2 separate regions of the Canis lupus genome follow, and region 1 is linked to region 2. Evidence: chromatin contacts called from public Hi-C data. All regions are on one chromosome and are shown on one strand. The core of a region is the stretch at or near the end of the contact, and the rest is flanking DNA. Distances in the headings are between cores, read along the strand shown.

Region 1 (5,812 bases), core at 2,493-4,992, 120 kb after region 2:
TTTAGGGAAGACAGGCTTGAAGAGGCACTCTGAATGATGGAAGGGTGTAAGTATGGAAAAGAAGATGGGGAAGATCTGAGAGCTCTGGGCATGCTTCATGACAGCTGAATATGCAGGGGGAGGACCAGGGGGAGGGGTAAAAAAATGCATCCGCACACACACCAAAAAAACGTTTCCAGAAATACAGAAAGCCTAGGCCCAAACTCACACTGCTGTTTTCGTGAAATTTCCCTGTGATTCTTTGCACCCCCTCCCAAAGTGGTCCATAACCAGAGTGTGTTGCCATGGCAACAAGCTCAGTAGGGGAGCCACTCAGCATTACCCGGTAATTCACATCTGTGCCTGCTTCTCTCCCTCCCTCTCCTCTCCTCTCCTCTCTCCCCTCTCTTTTTATCTGTAAGTGGAAAGCAGCTCATGAGTGACGCCACCCTGAAGCTGATGGTTCTGGAAGAAGGGGACAAGAGCCTTTCTTTTGGGAGGGTGTCCCCCCCTCCTGCAAAGTTCCTTTCCTCTCTCCGTTGGTTGCACTCCCTCACCCAGGGGTGGAAGGAGCTGCCTCAGAGGGGCAGGTAGATCCTCCTCTGGGGAAGGCTGGGAACCCACCACAGCATCTGACCTTTGCTGCAAGAAAAGCTCTTCTTTAAAGGCTATGGAACTAGGAACTAGGGAATTTGCCTGCGGGATTTTACAAGCTCCCTTGACTTCCTTTGGGGTCAGGCAGGCAGAAGGGGGACAGGTGAGGTGAGATGTAACACTTCCAGCCCCAACCGCTGAGTCTGAGTGCCCACAGCCTTCCCTTTACCCCGCTGCTTCCTTGTCTTCTCTCTAGTCTGGTTCTCTTTCTTTCCTTCCTTGTTTCTAAATGCTCTTCCTCCCTTCCCAACCCAGGCCCAAAGCAATGGGTGATGAAATAGGCTGGGTCAAGGATGGGGCTCATTCAAGGTTGACTCAGGGAGGGCCCAGTGGAGAAGCAATGTTTCTATCCCTTCGCTCCCACCTCCTGCTCTGTTTTTGCTGAGTTCTGTGAAGTTACAAACAATGGTTTGGGGTCAATCCAACTCACCTCCTTTCTACCATTTTCCTTCCCCTAAGATTAACTACCCATGCCTCTGGTCTGTGCCTTACAGAGCATGAGAAAGGCATTCAGCAGCTCTGAAAGAGTTGGTCCCTACAGAAAAAGTTATGCGTAAATGCCACCAAAATCTGAATATGACGAGGTTATTATTGTGATGGCATGTTTTTTAGGAGACTCATTTGCTGGGGTAGCCTAGGGCTTGGATGATTTCATCTCTGTGTCGCTTTGCTTTGCCTGCTCTTGCTTTCTAAAATAGTGTCTCTCTTTATTTCTTAAATAAGCTGTCTATTCATATGATCACGATTTAAAATATTTCAAAGAATTTATTATGAACAGTCTCCCTCCCACTCCTCTGCCCCACACAGCCATTCCCCTTCTGAGAGCCAACCAATATCATTAGTTCCCATCGGGGACATTTCAAGTGTGCACAAGCAAAACACATGTGTGTTTTTTCTTTTCTTTTTCCTTTTAATATTAAGTCCTAAAAATCAGGGTTTCAGGGTTTAGAAGATCCCACCCAATGAATATCCCCTGACTTGTTTTGTATCCAGCTTATTTTATTAATGAAGTCTATGCTTTATTCAAGTATCTGTGTAGGGATCAAATAAGTAAGTTCTTGGGTGATCACAGGCTTCTTCTTCTTCTTCTTCTTTTGATTTTAAGAATCACCTTCCTTCCCTGTCTATTCCCAGAATGACAGAGAAGGGACACAGAGAGCCAGGTTGTGTTTGTTCCTTGCTGCCTGGCAAGGAGCAGGTGCTCATAGTGTTTGCCAGGTGAAGATGGCAGGAGAGGGGAAGAAGGCCATCACAGGCCTAGAGCCCACTCCTTTGGAGAATTGGGATCTGCCTGACAAGCTCCAGTGGTGGAGAGAGTGCTGGCTGCCTTTCTCAGGGGAGCGGGGGTGCTCTGCTGCCTCTTGTCCTCCTTCAAGAAGGAGAAAACCTACCGTCTCCAGGCAGCGTTGGGGATGGGGGTGGGAAGGAAGGAGAGAATCGACCAGACTGCTTATTTGACTTTAACCGACTCCATCCGTATTTCAGTCAAAGCTGCTCAAAATGGCTCTTGTGGGCAGACAGGGCCTGAGTCAGCCAGTCAATAACACTCATCGAGTGTTCCCTCGGTACAGAGCCCAGAGCCCAGAGCCCAGTGCTGTGGAACGGGAAACCAGAGGTGTGCAGTTCAGGTCTTGTCTGAGTTATTGAGAATCAGAGGAAAACAGAGAGAGGACAGATGCGCCCGAGAAGGACTCGGGGGCCCATTAGCATGCACACAGAAACCGGGACAGATGAACACGCAGGACCCTTCTCTTGGCTCAATTTCTGAGAAGGGAGCAAAGACCCTCAGTTGCCCACCCACGTGTCCAGGCCACAGGGGTCACCATCCGCTGGAGCAGTGCTCCAGGACCCAGGCTTTGCAGACAGGGACCTGGGTTGGGATGTCCCTCCGCACTGCTGGATGTGCTGCCTTGGTGTGCTTCTAAGGCAGTCCAAACCTGTTTCCTTATTTGTGACTACCCCCATGCCTTACAATTGAGGTGAAATAAGAAATTGGATCCAAAATGTCTTCTGGGAGCAAGCACAGGGTGGGCACTCAGTGATTGGCAATATTTATTACTATTCTTACAATCATTCTAGAATCTCCCCCTCTGGAAATCTGTATGAAAGGGTTTCATGCTTCTATTGCCCCCTCTCTGGCTGGCGAATCTTTTCCCTTTTTCCTGTCTTACCTCTGAGCCTAGTCCACTGGCCCTCAGCCCCTTCAGGGCTGCCCAGCAGTGAGGCCAGGACTGGGTGAGATCCATCCTCAGGGACGGTGACCCGTGTTGGCGCTGCTGGGCCAAGTCAAACAAGAGGATCCTTGCTGCATGTTCTGTCCCTGGAGCTACTGGGCTGAGGGAGAAAGCCAGGATGAGAAGCCAGAAGATGGAGCCAAAGGTTAGATGCCAGAACGCAGCCAGGCTCTGTATGGGGAGCTGGACAGGCCAATGGCAGGTAGGATTGGGAAGCCAAGAAATAACCATGTGGTGCATGCTATGCTGGGTCAAGCGAGAGAAGCTTCTGGCAAGGTGTATCTTTTCTGTGAGGCCATTTAAAGCCAGAAATGACATAGGGGTCTTCTTTAGTTGGATTTAATCAAGCTCTGCGGTGGGAGAGCTCGGGAGGATGGCACATGGGGGAGGGCACCACCTGGATCAGTTGACCAGAATCCCAGCATGCCATACCCAGAACAGATTGGAACATTGCCACGGGTTGTGCTAGAGCCCCTGTGGCAGTAACAGCCCAGTAGAGGCCACTGTCAGAGCTCTCTCTCTTGCTGGGACCTAGAACATACCTCTGAACCAGGCTTCTGCCTCCTCTTGGCCTCCCCCACCCCCACATCTTCTTCACACAACCACCAAAGTGATGGCAAAACCTTATAGACCAAACCCATTACAGCCCTTGAGGCCCTCTAATCCAACGATTGGTTTTAATCCTCTCCAGAATGTATATTGGAAGTCCTGCAGGCTCCCTACCTTCCTCCCAAGTCACCTTTGCTCTGTTTTACAGACAGTAGACTCATTCCTGCCCTGAGGCCTTGACCCAACAGCTCCCTTCTCTAGGAATGCTGCTCCCCAGATCTTGCAGAGCTGGCTCCCTCCTCCATCCAGAACTAAAGGTCATCTCTCCAGAGGCCTTTGCTGCCTGCCCAGGTGTTTTTTCATCCTGCTTTAGTCCTCTGAAGAGTGGTTATCACTGTGTGCTATTTCTCAGTTTATGTGTGGCTGTTTATCTATTCCTGGTCTCCACCCGCTAGTCTGGGAACTCCCTGGGAGTGGGCACTTTGTGATCTCTGCTCTCTCTCTCCAAGTCAAGAGAAGGGCCAGGTGGAGGCCTGTCAAGTGGAGGATGCCTCCCCATTTGAGAACTGTGGGTTGGGTTCCCAGGGAGGTTATCCTTGGTGGCTTGGAGGTGGGATAGGGATAGGATTGCATCCTCCATATCCAATGAAATACCTGAGGGCACATTTGAAAATATCAGATTTCCACAAGGGGACCTGGAGATGGAAGAAGCTGCCTAGAAGATTAGGAACTTCCAGAAAGATGCAGGAACCCAGCAGGTAGGGACGAGCCAGGGTGGAGAGGACAGCACTGTGACAGAACTGCTCCCAACAAGGCCCCTGTCTTCCCTGCTCACCAGCAGCACAGGGCTGGAGGGCTGGTGGCTCAGAGTCTCCCCTGTCCCAATACCCACTGCCATCTTAAGAGTCATGTCAAGAATGTTTTTCTATTTAAAATTTGAAATTAGGGGCACCTGGGTGGCTCGGTATTCCAGCGGCTGCCTTTGGCTCAGGTCATGATCCCAGGGTCCTGGATACAGTCCATTGTTAGGCTCCGCGTGGAGAGCCTGCTTCTCCCTCTGCCTGTGTCTCTGTCTCTCTCTGTGTGTCTCTCACAAATAAATAAATAAAATCCTTAAAAAATAAATAAATAAAATAAGATAAAATTTGAAATTACCGTTGACAATACTATTCTTCAAACTTTGTGATTGTTGCCTCTAGGGACCAGCTGGGTAACTAAATATTTTTGGGGAGTTCTAATGAATCATGACGATGTGACTATATACAAACAGGCCTGTTCTTGCATTTACTCACAAGTGATGATGCCAGAAAGAACTGTGTGTGGATTTTCATTATTTGTCACAAGTTAAGGCCGCAGGCCTGGGTCACTGTAAAACATGACTCAGCGCTGGAAACACGGTACTAGTTTTTCCCGAGTCACTCTTGTTCCTTTCCTTTTTTCCCTGCCCCTGCTGGCCTCACTGCATTCCTTTCTGATAGTGAAAGACAGATCAGTGAGGGCATCAGAGGATTTGCCTGGCAGGGTCTTTTTGTCTTCAGCTTGATCAGTAGAGCTGGGTCTCGTGAAACCGCTGGATACCTTGATTTTTCCTGGTGGCTCCTTTTGTTTTCTCTTTGGGTTTCTGGTGGCTTGGTTTTGAAACCAGGGGCAGTGTGCATGGAGAATGTGCCCTGCCTTCCACTGAGCTCCTAGCTCTGACAGCGTTTTGGAAATTGTAAAGTGCACACGTGGTAAGGAATGCTGCTGCTGGTGGATCCTTCCTCCCAGAGGCTGACGGATCCCGTGCTAGTCCATTGCCTCTCTCGTGATAAAGATGCTGGGCTTTCCTGACCATCTACTCCAGGGACTGCGTATGTCCAGGAGAGGCCAGCCTGGGGCTTCCCCTGCCCTTGCTGTTCTCTGCAAGGCACAGCAAAGAAGGCTGCCCTGGAGGGAACACATACCCCTAAGTGTCTCTCTGATCAGTGAGTCCTTGGCTCGAAAGCCCACACTGTCTGGTGCACAGGTGGCCACAATGCAGGATGGACTTCCCTACCTTTAGGTTGGATCCGGTTCCCAGAGTTCACTTAGCCAACCCACTGATTTCCATCAGTAGCCCCTAGTATAGCCTAAAATATATCTATAGCTTCTTCCCTGGGAGTCGGGCCCAGTATCTCTGGGTTTGGATGTGCCATGGAGATTCTTTCCTCACCCCCTCTACAGCCTTGGAGAAGCTGAGCCTCAGGACGGCAGAGTCTGTCCTTGCTGTCAAGCAGAGCAGGGTTGCCATGGACTGTTGTGCAGGGGAGCATGCAGTAAATGTCTCTGGGGGCCCTTGGCAAGGACCACGTTCCTGCTCAACTGCACCTGGTGAGTCCGGGCAGAACTCCTCACCGGGAGGCAAGGCACCATCCTAA
Region 2 (6,673 bases), core at 2,543-5,042:
AGCTTAAGACAGACAGACATTCAACCACTGAGCCACCCAGGTGTCCCAGTAAGATTTAGTCTTAAGAATTTTTATGAAGTGCCAGAGTGAGAAGCTCTTGTCTTCCCCAGGGAAAGTACCCACATACCTGGTCAGCACCTTGTTCATTGGCTCCCTGGGCTGCCTTCTGGAACGTAGACGAGGAAACAGAGTGCTCAAGAGAAGGCTTGGCCTAGTGGTCATGTAATTTTGAGCAGTCTGGCCCTGGGTTCCCCATCTGTGACAGGGGGTAGGGGCATTTGTACTGATGGTGCCTGGGTCCCTTTCTGCCCCCTCAACCCATGAATTGCCATCGAGTACTTCCTATGCTCCTCCAATCTCTGAGGGCTGAGACCTCCCTGATGCCAGGTCCGAGATGGCACTCACTGGGCCTACAGCCCCGCCTTGTGTGGAGGCCATGTGACCGCTGCCCTCCTAAAAGCCCAGTGTGACAGGAATAACTAAAAATGACATGAAAACATATAGATCGCAGGATATTTATGCAAATATTTAACATGTGAGCTAGCTGTTATCATCCTGTTTGTGCGGTCAAGAAATTCTAGGCTCGGAAACTTGACCAAGTTCACACAGCCAGTTAGTGGCAGAGCTGGAACTGGAACCAGACACTTGTACTCTTGGCTCAAAACTCTTTCCATCACAGCACACTCTTTTAAAATTTAAGTGGAATAAAATAAAAAAAATAAAAAAAGAAGTTTTGATTTGAGTAGTGTGGACAGTTTTGTGTATTTCCTTGAGATGTTTAACAAAAGTGGTTGTGGTCAGATTCGAGGTGGGCTACCCTGCTGGCCATGGGGGCATTGGCTTCTCCAGCAGAAGAACAGCTGCTATTTTTCCCCTTTCTTCCTCTCCGCAGATGGAGAAACTGAGGCGGCTCCAGATCAGCTTTCTATTGCTGCTTCTGGATCTGACACCAGTTTGGACAGTGGCCACGGCAACCTGAGTCTCCCGGGCTGTGGAGGGGTCTATGTTCAGTGAGTGACAGGGCCTTCCTCTAATAGCAGCTTGTGGCTAGAAGTTCTATCCGCATAAGTTCTGGAACCTAAGCCCTACCTTCTTCCCCTGGAAGGTAAGGGTCCCAAGAGGACTCAAAGATTCTCCTTGGCCCTGTAGAGAGTTTGGCACAGCAGCTGCCACTCAGGAGTCCTTTGCTCTGCTGTCCAGGCCTCTGCTGTGCTGTTGAGCTCCTGTCATGCTGGTGAAGGGACCTTGAGATTTGCCACTGCCACACGGAGGTCTCTCCTGCTGTCTTCCTAGTGTTATGTCCTCCACGGTCCCATGCCACCTGATGGGAATAAGGGGCAGCTCCCTCCCCTAAAAGTACCAGCTCCTACTCAGTTACGGAACACAACTAATTCTTAACACTCTTCTCAGGATTACGACCCTGAATTTCACTTATGCCATTTCTTTCAATGTCCCCTGTGCTCCAAGAATTTAGGACAAAGTCCAGAGGGTGTGTGGAAAGACAGCACATACAAAAGCACTCAGCATTGCATCCTAACTTGTCCCTCTCCCTGACAACTGGCCAGTGTCTCTGTATTAAACTCACACACTCCTGCAGGCCCTTGGTGGCGGTGGGGGTGAGGGCGGGCTGGATGCGGCCTGTGCCCTCTCTTTGTGGTGGTGGCGGCTCTACTGCAGAATGGAGCATGCACTGCATTATTCCTGAATGAGTTGCAGTCCCTCTGCCCTCTGCTGAACAGGCTAGGGTGTCTTTTGACACACACTTGATACCCGGTGTGCTGTTACAAAAACAAACCAAAGGGATACGGGAGTAGAGCTGTAGAGAGGTGTTTGGGGAGACAAATGTTGACGGTGGGTCAAACTATTCCTGCTGGTCTGGCTCGCCCATCGCAGTCCTCACACAGCCTCTGAATGACTCCCCACCCTTCCAGAGTTCCACCTCCTGGCAGTCAGGCCCTCAGGAGTCGCCTCCCACACTGAATATTATGGGAATGAACTAGTCTGACCCCTGAAGCTGGGTCATAGAAGACACAGAAGCTTCTCTGCCTTGTTCTCTTGGATAAGTCCCTCTGGGAAGCCAGCTGCCACAAGAGGACACTTGTGGACAGATCCACCAACAGTTCCCCCGTAGTGACGAACTAGGTCTCCTCCCAGCAATGACTTGCCAGCGTGTGACAACGGAGCCGTCTTAGAAGCAGACCCTCCCGTCCTGGTGAAGCGTTCAGAGGACTGTTGCCTCTGCTGACGTTTTAGTGACAATCTGAGGAGAGACCCTTAACCAGAACCAATCAGCTAGGTCACTCCTGGATTTCTGACCCACAGAAATTGTAACTTAAGAAATGCCATTGATGTGTTAAGCTGCTAAGTTTAGGCTAATTTGTTACACAGCAACGGATAACTCATCCATGGTATGCACACATGGACTTATGGGCCCGTCTGGACTCTGGCACAGGTTACATTTTCCTGTGTTTTCTTCCAAGACCGTTGCCTATCTGCCTCTTTCTCCCTGTGCTGTTTCTGTTGTTGTGCAGGCGGCAGAGCGGCATTTGGTCCCTTGTGTTACTGCTATTTGGGCCACTGAGGAGGAGTCCAGGCTCGGGAGCTCATTTCACAGCGGCGCATGGTGGGGGCTGGAGGGCTTACTCTCAAAGGCCTCAGACTGTGGACAGACAGAATGGAGGGGCCGTGAAGTCAGCCAGCAGGTTGGCAGGAGGACGCACACGATAGCAGATGGGCTTCCAGAGCCCCGGCCTCAGTTCTCCCCACCTCCTCCTTGTGAAGTTTCACTTCCCACGGTGCTTCCACGGGCTGCAGGAGGCCACCTCAGGCACACAGAGAGCCTGGTCTCACGGGTACTTTTCAGGGACCAAGAACTCTGAGTTTCAACCTGGAGAAGATGGGGCTGACATATTTTGTCCACAAGTTAGCAGAGACATCCTCCACTAGAAACCCGACTTGACGAGCGTGGGGGGCCCAGCGCTTGGCACATCCAGCTAACTGGTGACTGAGGAGCCACGCTCTCCTAGCCTCTGCCCTGGTCACAGAACACCGCGGAGGGGATGGCACTGTGGGGCCCACACTTACAGAGGGACGTGGGAAAGTTGGAGTGAGTAGGGGTGACTCATGGGGCTGGTGACAAGTGAGGGAGGCTGGTGGAGCTCCGAGGACTCCTACTCTGCAAGGGAGACCCACAGACACACCATAGTCTGGACATCACCCACGGGCCCTCCCGTGCCCTCTCGCGATGGGCGGGAGGGACTCTGAGAGCCACATGTCCCGAAGAAGGACATCACAGATGCTAGGGACACCACAGCCCTCAGGGAGGGATGAACGGCTGCCCCGGAGTCGCCAGGCCCCAGCCAGATGGCTGAGATGGCGAAGCAGCCGAGGACCTCCCGGGAGGGTGGCCCACACTCCGAGAGGTGGGGCGGCCTCGGGCTGGGAGGAGGAAGGTGCTGCCCTCGGGGAGCAATGGCGCGTTCGCCTCGAATGAGGGTCCTTGGTTCCCTGGCGCTTTGGCAGAGAGCGGGGAAGACGTCGCGGTGCCCACCCCAGCGAGCCCGGCAGCTTCTTTCTGCCGCTGAGCTCGGGAACCAGGCCCGAGTCCTCCCTCCCGTGCGGTTTTTAATTAGGGAAACCGAGTGGCCTGGCCGAGGCCTGGGTGGGGGACGTGGTCGTGGACGTGGACGTGGGCGTGGACGTGAGGGACCGCTCGAGGCTCCCAGCCTGCGGCCCTCTGTCTCCAGGGCGGCCGGCGCCGGGTGGCCAGTGTCCTCGTGTCCCGCAGCCCCGGGTGGGCGGGGCGAATCTGTCCCCTGGGCTAGCCACGGAGCAAATGCAGCCTCTGCAGCCTGCCCCAGGAGCCCGAGGATGGGGCCTCCCCAGGCTCGTGCCCAGGCCCCCCGGGCTCGTCCACCCGGCAGCGGTCAGGCTGGTGGGAGCTGCAGAAACGGCGTCTCCCCTCTCCCTGCGCCCCCGCACCCCTCAGTGCTTTCCCTTGAAGTTCCAAAGGGGGAAGGAGCACATTCTTTCCTGGGGCAGCTGCTCTACTAATTTCCAGCCTGTTGTGCTCTGAGCTCATAAAGTCAGAGGAATCAAAGGGGGAGCTGCAAGTGCTCAGGCCTGCGGGGACCAGCAATGTCAGAGACGCCAGTTTGCTTTTTCCTTTCCGTGTGCGTCAGATGTGCTGGCTCATCTTGCAGAGCCTTGGCTGGCTCTTGTTCTTCCGCAAAGGAAGGTAAAACAAAGCTGTGGCCGGGGGTCCCTCAGGCGGGGAAAATATTTAAAGCTGGGGGTGACAGGCTGCCATTCCGGGTGCTCCAAGAGAAATGCAGATTCCTGAGCCAAGCTTGAGAGCCGTTGCACATTTGTAATCCGGGCAAAGCTCTCAGCACAACGGGGAAGTCAGGTCAGGTCTGGGTCTAGCTGCAGCACAGAAGGCTGGAGAGGAAATATTCTGGGATCGAGAGCCTTCTCTTTGGCTGGCGGCAGGAACATGCTGTCCATGGTTGAAGTTGCTTTGCCTGGATGCCCCAACTCAGCGGCCCATTTCTTCCCAAAGCAGGCACTGTTCCCCTTGTGGCAAAAATAGCCCCACTGCTGACTTCATCTTCTACAAATGGGCAGGAGTCCATTCACATGGGGCGATCCGTATGGGTCTCGCGGGCACCCCCGCTGCCTGTTCACCCTTGACCTTGCCCCGTCCTCCAAAGTCAGATTTAGAGGTGGGAAAAATACTTGGCAGATGGGAACATGAGAGGCTTAGCGGGAGCCTGAGGAATTGGTAGGGAAAGATTTAATTTAGTTTGCGTTTATATTTGAATGGATAATTCATTTTCTCGCTTCAAAAATCAAAACTGTGAAAAGCTTGTCTTCTAGCCCTGCTCCCATCAACCCAATCCAAGTGAACGCTTAGAGCAATTTCTTGGGCATGTTTATTGTGCCTCTGTGTGTGTGTGTGTGTGTGTGTGTGTGTGCGCGTGTAGTTTTTTTCTTTTTCTTTCCTGCCTTTACAGAAAAGGAAATGAAAATGGCTCATGAAAGAATGGAGGGATCCTCAGTCTCACTTAAGGAAGGAGAAATGCAAATTGAAACTCCAGCGGAATACCCTGGTGGCAAGGCTGCCGAAAGTTAGCATTCTACACAAACGAGCTTGGAATTTCTTCTCTTTGCTTAATTATATATCTTGGAGACCTTTCAAATCAGTGCCTAAAGAGTGTCTCCATTCATTTTTACAGCTTTATAGTGTCTTATTTATGGACACGCCATAAATTTATTTAACTAGTTTCCTATCGAGGGACCCTTGGGTTGATTCCAATCTTTTGCTACTATGAACAGTGCCAGCCCGGGACATTTCCTGCTTGTGCAGGTATGTCTGTAGGATAAATTCCAGTGAGTAGGATGGTTGGGTCAAAAAGAAGTGTGTTTTTGATATTTACAGGGCTTTCTAGATGCTCTGGATGGGGTTGTACAATATACACAGACTCTGGTAACCGAGGAGGGAACTCTTTCCCCACAGCCTCGCCACATGGACATTTCATTGCAGTTTTTTTTTTTTTTAAAGGTTTACTTACTTACTTATTTTAGAGAAAGAGCAAGAGAGAGTGAGAGAGCTCACTGAGAGAGGTGAGGGGCAGAGGGAAAGAATCTTTCAAGCCGACTCCCTGCTGAACACGGAGTCCACCTGGGGCTCCACCCTGAGATCATGACCTGAGCCAAAATCAAGAGTTGTCGCTTAACTGACTGAGCCACCCAGGTGCCCCTCATTGCAATTTTAATCTGCATTCTTCTTATAACAGTGAGACAGCATCATTCCACTCATTTAAGAGCCACTTTGCATTTCCTTTTCCATGAACTGCCTCTGCGTATCTTGTGCCCATCTAAGCAAAAATTGTCTTGTTGTCTTGATCTTTTTCCTTAATCATTTCTAGGAACTCTTTTCCTGGCAAGAAAAGATCAGCTCTCTGTGTAAGAGTTGCAAATATTTACCCCACATTGTTGTTTTTTATTTTGCTTATGTTGTGTATGTCTAAGTTTAAAAAATTAGGTGGTAGGATACTGTAATCTTTAAAAAAATTTTTTTCATGGATTCTGGATAAAGGAAAGGCTCTCCGTTCTTTAGGGTTCTATAAGAATTTGCCACGTTTCCTTCTAGTACTTTTATGGTTTCATTTTTTAAAAATCTTTCTCTCTTTCATCCATTTGGAGTTGATGCTGTGTCAAAATAGGAGGTAAGGTATGGTGTGCTTAATTCTTTTTCAGTTGTGTTGATACCATTTACTGGCCTATTGCTCAATGATTAGACATGTCATCTTTGTAATTTACTAAATTTCTGACCAGAACTGGGTCTATTTCTAGTTTGTTCTACTGACTGGACTGTCTGTCCATTAGCTGGTACAGTGCTATTTTCCTTATTGAGACTTTATGGCATGCTTCGACATGGGAGGTGGTTGTTCCTTCTCCTTCCTTTTTTCCTTTTTTGTTCTCTTTTTTCTTTTCCTGTGTATTCTTGATTGCTTAATTTGCCATATGAACTTTAAAATCTGCTTATTTAGTTAAAACAAAGCAGATATTTGCATTGAAATCACATTGTTTATATATTAACATAAGTGACACGATAATGTTAATTATGAAGATATTGACATGATTGTGAATTGACATGGTAATGAATTTT

Evidence for each region. A called contact is a pair of places that touch in the nucleus more often than the background predicts.
Region 1: a contact with region 2 is called in a Hi-C map of amygdala, with 2.1 times the contacts expected there. The contact joins two enhancer-like sites. A contact is called at or near these places in 2 of 9 Hi-C or Micro-C datasets (amygdala and liver).

Annotation. Positions count from the first base shown.
Region 1 is chr4:5,515,644-5,521,455 of UU_Cfam_GSD_1.0, forward strand. LOC119871435 (a long non-coding RNA gene) reads right to left here. Exons shown (of 3, transcript XR_005357765.1): 2 at 2,805-2,967. Among named protein-coding and RNA genes, the nearest start is that of IRF2BP2, 99 kb to the right of the region's middle. Within about 2 kb of position 3,743, at least 7 of the 20 cell types and tissues checked have an H3K27ac peak or open chromatin away from gene starts, as enhancers often do.
Region 2 is chr4:5,394,064-5,400,736 of UU_Cfam_GSD_1.0, forward strand. All of the region lies in intron 1 of LOC111095433 (a long non-coding RNA gene), which reads right to left. Among named protein-coding and RNA genes, the nearest start is that of IRF2BP2, 220 kb to the right of the region's middle. Within about 2 kb of position 3,793, at least 11 of the 20 cell types and tissues checked have an H3K27ac peak or open chromatin away from gene starts, as enhancers often do.